Regions from separate parts of the Mus musculus genome. Here region 2 is linked to region 1. The links are chromatin contacts, called in public HiChIP or PLAC-seq maps. All regions are on one chromosome and are shown on one strand. Each heading gives the region's core, a stretch centred on a gene start, on an enhancer-like site or on the middle of the called end of the contact. The rest is flanking DNA. Distances are from core to core; before and after follow the strand shown.

Region 1 (3,296 bases), core at 70-2,569:
TTACATGTCCTTATATGCCCATAGCAGATGTTCAGTGGATTCTTCCTGAATGACTAAGCACATGGTAACCTTGGTTATTTTTAAAGCGTCATTTTGGTAGCAAGACCAACAAGAAGACTAGCAAGCAACAAGAATTTCTCTTGGTAGAAATTCTGTGCCCTAAAAATTGGCTAGCAAACTTCATTGTGCGTCTGCAGATTTAAAGCTTGCAGGCACAGTCTCTCCACAGAGCTTGGTGGCTGATGAATTGGCCTCTGGAGGGTGCCATGTTTTTGTCATAACTTTCCCCACCTAGGATAAACTAGTGGGCAACAGGGAGTCACTTTGAAAATCTCCTTTGACTAGAGAGATGGCTCAGCGGTTAAGAGCACTGACTGCTCTTCCATAGATCCTGAGTTCAATTCCCAGCAACCACATGGTGGCTCACAACCATCTGTAATGAGATCTGATGCCCTCTTCTGGTGAGTCTGAAAACAGCGACAGTGTGCTCACATACAGGAAATAAATAAATAAATCTTAAAAAAAAAAGAACGTCCAATGAAGTTGTGATTACCCCAGCTCTTGCCTTCAAGCCTGATAATCCTGAGTTTAGTTTGGTACCCACTTGATGGAAAAAGAACTCTTGCAAGTTGTCTTTCAATTTACACACACACTGTAATAAAAGCTTTAAAAAAGAAGGGATACAAGGTTATTTTCTTAAATATCTATAATATCTTTACAGCGAAAGTATATTTAATTATGAAAACATTATTTCATAAAGTTATATGATTAGAAAGGATTTTTAGCTTAAAAAAGAGGCTTATTTTTATGAGTATGACTATTTCTATGTATGCATACCATGTGTGCAGTGTCCAAGGCGGCCAGAAGGGGGCACTGTATGTCCCAGAGCTGGAGTTACAGAAACTTGTGAGCCACCCCGTGTGGGTTCTGGGAATCCAACCCGGGTTCTCTGTAAGAGTAGTAAGTCTCGCAACTGCTGAACTCTCTCCAGACCATGATTTTTAGCTTCAATTAGTAAAACTAATGTGTAGATCCGTGTAAAACAAAATACAAAAAAGTAATTTTTGTGTCATTCTCTTAATTTCAGATGATCATTCAGTTATGAATATTAACTTCTGAGCTGGGCATGGCGGTGCGCACCTTTAATTCAGTACTTGAGAGTCAGAGGCAGGTGGGTCTTGTGAGGCTAGCCTGATCTACAAAGGGAGTTCCAGAGCCACATCTACCCACCCACCCCCAACCCCGTCCTCTGAGTAGGTTGCGTTCTCTCGGAACACGCCACAGAAACAGGTTCTAGTAACCCTAGCAGCATTCGCTCCACAGTTCTCTTGCTGCCCGCCTGCCGCAGCACTCAGCCAATCCACCACCTCCTGTGCCAGGACGGCGCTACTACTACCACCGGCACCATGTCTTACCCCTACCCAGCACTGACCCCGGAGCAGAAGAAGGAGCTGTCTGACATCGCTCGCCGAATTGTGGCTCCGGGCAAGGGCATCCTGGCTGCAGATGAGTCCACTGGAAGCATTGCCAAGCGGCTGCAGTCCATTGGCACCGAGAACACCGAGGAGAACAGACGCTTCTACCGTCAGCTGCTGCTGACTGCCGACGACCGTGTGAATCCCTGCATTGGGGGTGTGATCCTCTTCCATGAGACACTGTACCAGAAGGCAGATGATGGACGTCCCTTCCCCCAGATTATCAAGTCCAAGGGTGGTGTTGTGGGCATTAAGGTGGACAAGGGCGTGGTGCCCCTGGCAGGAACTAACGGCGAGACCACCACCCAAGGGCTGGATGATCTGTCTGGACGCTGTGCTCAGTACAAGCAGGATGGGGCCGATTTTGCCAAATGGCGCTGTGTGCTGAAGATTGGGAAACACACCCCCTCAGCCCTCGCCATTATGGAAAATGCCAATGTTCTGGCTCATTACGCCAGCATCTGCCAGCAGAATGGCATTGTACCCATTGTGGAGCCAGAAATCCTCCCTGATGGCGACCATGACTTGAAGCACTGTCAGTATGTAACTGAGAAGGTACTGGCCGCTGTCTACAAGGCTCTGAGCGACCACCATGTCTACCTGGAAGGAACCTTACTGAAGCCCAACATGGTCACCGCAGGCCATGCTTGCACTCAGGTATTTTCCAGTGAAGAGATTGCCATGGCAACTGTCACAGCACTTCGTCGCACAGTGCCCCCTGCTGTCCCTGGAGTCACTTTCCTGTCTGGAGGACAGAGTGAAGAAGAGGCATCCATCAACCTCAATGCTATCAACAAGTGTCCCCTGCTGAAGCCGTGGGCCTTGACTTTCTCCTATGGCCGAGCCCTGCAGGCTTCTGCCCTAAAGGCCTGGGGTGGGAAGAAGGAGAACACGAAGGATGCCCAAGAGGAGTACATCAAGCGAGCCCAGGCCAACAGCCTTGCTTGTCAAGGAAAGTACACCCCAAGCAATGAGTCAGGGGCAGCCGCCAGTGAATCCCTCTTCATCTCTAACCACGCCTACTGAGCAGAGGTGGCCTAAGGCTGCCCCTGCAGCACCCCAGGTCCCTGCCTACCCACTTGCTCTTGAGAAGAGGTAGCCTTCAGGCTCTCTCCCATCAACCCCTCTTGCCACCCCTCACGACTTTGGTGTGTGGTATTGTCTGTGAATGCTGACTGTCATCCCTTCCATCCCGCTGCCAGTCAACAACTATTTAAAGGGGGAAGGAGGAAGGGCCCTTTCTCTTGAAGATTTGCTGGGCGCGGAGGTGGCAGGTATCACATTTTTAGGGTATGTCTGTAATACCACTCCAGCCATCCCATGTGTTTTTAAAGTCTGCTTCAAACAGGTGTTTGTTTGTTTGTTTCTTTCTTTCTGTCTGGGAACTACTGTAACCTTGAAAATTCGAACTGTTTGGTCAGTGAGCACTCGCCAAACCTCGAGTCTACATATCAGCAAATGTGTTTCTGTTTAACTATCTTTTTACAGTCCTAAGAGAAATAAACATATAAAATAAACGCATCTCAATGCATAGCTGTGCAGGAGTACAGATGTTTTATTAATGAAAATGAATCCAGCTTTTGGTAAGTCATGGCGGCAATATAACGTTTCATTGTTTGGTCCTGTGCTAGACAGTCCCTGCTGTTCCCACAAATTCCTGTAATGCTTAATGGACATCTGGAAGAATTCAGCCAATTAATCGAACTCACATAGGAGCTAGGCTAATGGCTGTCTGAAAGGCAGATTACATTAAATCAAACTTGCAATATGAATGAAAGCACTTAATCATACATGCAACATTCATTAGATGCGACACAGCAA
Region 2 (3,672 bases), core at 866-3,365, 170 kb before region 1:
GCAGGAGCGCCACAGGTTTCTGGAACAGCAGAGCTGCAGATGAGCCTGAAGCATGTCAGAACCAATGCTTCTCAGGCATCATCAGCCTAAGTCCACCCCCTGCCCCAGGTTCTCTGTGGGCATCAGGATGGGGCCAAGGCTGTGGTCATCTCTCACGAGGACAGTGAGGTACTGCAGAAGCTTAGCATGAGCAAGAAACAGGACAAGTTGCCCAAGATATGTGATGCCTTTTTGGCCTCCAAGTCTCTGATCAAGTAGGTCCCGATACCCTGGGTCCAGGCCTAATTAAGGCTGGCAAGTTCCCTTCCTTGCTGGCACACAGTGAAAATACCGGGCCATATTGACGAAGTGAAGTCCACAATCAAGATGAAGAAGGTGCTGTGTCTATTGTTGCTATTGCTTGAGGATGAGGAATGAGAGGTCTTACAACACCCACTGGGTTGTCTCTTTCTTAGTACCATTACTCAAGATCTGGTAAACATCCAGGTCTTATACACCAAGAGCCCTGTGCCTGCGTTAGAGCACATCCTACCATAAGGTGAATAAAACTAAGAATTATATAAGGAGCCAACTAAGACATCAGGAGCAGAGAGAGGAAATGCTGAAGATTTGACTGCTACAAGGTGTGGGCTCTAAATACAAAGAGCAGGAACTGGAAGGAAAGAGATGAGGAATCCTGGTTTTGCCTATTTTGGGTAATGAAATGTCTGTTTATTCTGATGGAGGCAACTAGGGAAAATTCAGCTTCAATGGACAGTGCAGTGCAGCCCTAGATATGAGACATCTGGATTCTAAGGTACTAACAGAGGGCTTCCCCTAGCAGTCTTACAGAGAACTTCTCCGTGACTGTTCAGGCAAACTGTAGGTGTTATAGTACACTTGGCTGGGAAGACTGAGAAAAGTACGCAAAGGTCAGGAGTTAATCCTGATGTAAGGACCTGAGCTAGAACCAAGGGACAGCAGCTCTTATCAGCACACTTGGGAATTGAAGCTGGAAAGTACCGGGTGTTCCAGAGCGGCTGCTTACATGGGCTATTTTCTTAACCCGTGTTTCAATCTTGGATGTTGTACACCCTACCCCCACCCCCAGACAGCCTTCTTTTTCCTGTGTAGCCTTACTGTGTCCTGAAACTCATTCTGTAGATCTGGCTAGCCTTGAACCCAGAGATGTCTCTGCCTTCCAAGTGCTGGGATAAAAGATGTGTCCCACCACACCTGGCTTATATTTTTTTCTAAAGGAAGAAAAAAATTAGCTCGAGAAATTAAAACTTCCTTATGAAGAATCTCTTCAAATGTTTTGCTTTAAAATGGGTGCTTTTAGAGAGAACGCCACAGATCTGAATATTTCAGTATTACATCAGTAAATTGTTATAAATATTGCTGTAAACAAAACTTTTATTTAGGGAGGGGGGAATAGCTTAATAATATGCTTCGATTTTTATATTCACTAAATAGGGGCTGTGCCCTAGGGTGCACAATGTGCAGAATTTTACAGTTTGAAAAACCACCAGTTTTCCAGGAGTTGCTTCGCCGCCTTGGAATTACTCTCCGGTATCCAGCCACCAGCAACGATCTTGCTCATCATCAACTAAGACTGCTCAACCTCTCAAGTTCCCATCTCTGGGCCGCTGTCCAAAGGAAAGTCTTGCCAGACTAGAAGAAAACTTTTGTTATTTCCAGTGGCTTCTTCCACTAACCCTCTTTCAGGCCCTACATTTAAGGGTGGCTGTTGCATTCCTTTCTCCCCCAAAACGTAGGAAGAGAAGTGGCTGGTAAAATGAAGGTTAGGAAGAACAAAGCCAGACTCCGGGAAGACAGGAGAGCAAGTACAGGCGCCCAAACTGACTGCGAACGCGGTGACCATACTGTCTCCAGAGGTCACAAGTAGGCAAAGGACAACTGCAGGCACCTTGAAAACTTCCTCTTTTGGCCACTCTGATCTCCAGAACGCACTAACGGCCGGCTGCGACCCAGAGCCACCACCCGGAAGCCCGCGGACCGCAGGCCGGGCGCGCGAGGGCCCGCCTACTCAGGGGCAGTGCTTTGGGACGTCCCGTCCCCACCGGAAACACCGCCAGTCCCTCACCAGAGCGGAAGCAGCTCCGCCGGTGCTCCGGAAGCAGTAGCCATAACTTCCGGGAGGGGGCTTGGGTCCCTGGTGTGTGTGCTACGGGGTGCAGACTGTGTTTAAAATAGCAGGAACGCCATGTCCCGGGGTTCCAGCGCCGGTTTTGACCGTCACATTACTATCTTCTCTCCCGAGGGCCGACTCTACCAAGTAGGTGAGTGACTCAGGGCCTCCTGCGGGACCTCCGAATTGCTCTGTCATGCTTCGGCCTGGAGCGAGCGGACGCGGCCCGAGGATGGTTCGGGGGCTCGGAGAAGGGCCTGAGCCAGGAAAGCAGCAGGATCGAGGTCGGGCCCGCTCTCGTCTTCCCAGCCCGGTCTGCAAGCGGGCTTGGAGGCTGAAACCGAAGCGTAGTGCTCTTCAGGAGCGCCTTACTGGCCAGACACAAAGCAGTAGGGCTTTGCACTGTGATGCCCGCCTTCTGCCTTTCGGAGTCCCCCGTAGCTCAGCGATTCTCAATCTTCCTAATGCTGCGCCCCTTAAATCCAGTTCCTCGCGTTGTGATGACCCTCAGCCATAAATTTGTTTTCGTTGCTACTTCAAAACTATGTTTTTTTTGTTTTTTTGTTTTTTTACTTCAATGAACGGTAATGTTTTTTCAGATGGTCTTAGGCGACCTTGTGAGAAGGTTTTGGTACTGGGGGTCGCGACCCACATGTTGAGAAGCACTGTTTAGCATCAGTCTACCTGGAGCCTGAGTCTTCCCTTCGCTGAGAGTGGTTGGTTCTTTAACCATCCAACTTAAATGCACACACACCACACACCCTCAACCCTCCTCTGCAGTATAGATAGATGACTTGCTTTGTGGTCAACTCTATACAAGTGTGTAAAGCCCTACCAGACACTGCTGGTTCTAGAAAAGAGATCAATGTCACTCGTCCCTACTGAAGCTGACTGCTTAAAGGAAGTGACAGGAAACCAAACGAATAAAAAGAGAAGAGTTCAGTATATGCAAAGTTCACAACTGAGAAATAAAAGAACAGCAATGAACTCCTCTTGAAGTTGGCACCCCGATTTTAACCCCCACCTGTAAGAATGCTTCTATAGTTTAAAAACTGGTTCTCAGTCTAGTTGAGGCACGGTGTGTTAGTCTTTACTAAAGGAACAGCTTTAATGGACGGAAACCTGAACTTAGCATCAGTTACTCCATGTAACAATACATTTTGGTAAGTTGAAGTCGCGGCAGGGTTTGGTCTAGGATTATAGGACAGACTTTTAAGCTCTTGCCATAGAAAACTTAGTGTCAGAAGGGCGAGACATACATCTGGTCCATGATAATTTTATTTTGAAGTTTTTTATCTCAGTGTCTTGACAAGGAGAGTCATACTATCTTGGTTGGAAATCCTAGAGTTGGCCTATAAATGGAGTTCTACTCACCTATATGCTTAGATTATTGTTTGAGTTGTTGCTTTCCCTCTTTTACTCAGGGCATGAGGTAGGCGTTGCTGAGAAAAAAACTGAAAGAGCAGTGTGAGCAAGGAGGAGAGTGTGCAGAGGTCAGGCCTTGCAGGCACACCTGGACTACCATGCCTGCTGTGCCTGCT

What was found. HiChIP or PLAC-seq counts read pairs in DNA pulled down with a chosen protein or histone mark.
Region 2: an H3K27ac HiChIP or PLAC-seq map of embryonic stem cells shows a contact between it and region 1, with 5 read pairs. The contact joins the promoter of Psma6 here to the promoter of Aldoart2 in region 1. A contact is called at or near these places in 4 of 39 promoter capture datasets (cranial neural crest, embryonic stem cells, hippocampal neurons and 1 more), 1 of 484 Hi-C or Micro-C datasets (embryonic stem cells), 2 of 115 datasets of contacts at active chromatin or transcription factors (both in embryonic stem cells) and 3 of 9 other capture datasets (adipose tissue, embryonic stem cells and pancreatic islet).

What each region holds. Positions count from the first base shown.
Region 1 is chr12:55,563,886-55,567,181 of GRCm38.p6, forward strand. Aldoart2 (aldolase 1 A, retrogene 2) reads left to right here and starts at 1,320. Exons shown (of 1, transcript NM_001277340.1): 1 at 1,320-3,011. The coding sequence starts at 1,407. The coding sequence ends at 2,501.
Region 2 is chr12:55,396,710-55,400,381 of GRCm38.p6, forward strand. It overlaps Psma6 (proteasome subunit alpha 6), which reads left to right and starts at 2,116. Exons shown (of 7, transcript NM_011968.3): 1 at 2,116-2,282. The coding sequence starts at 2,207.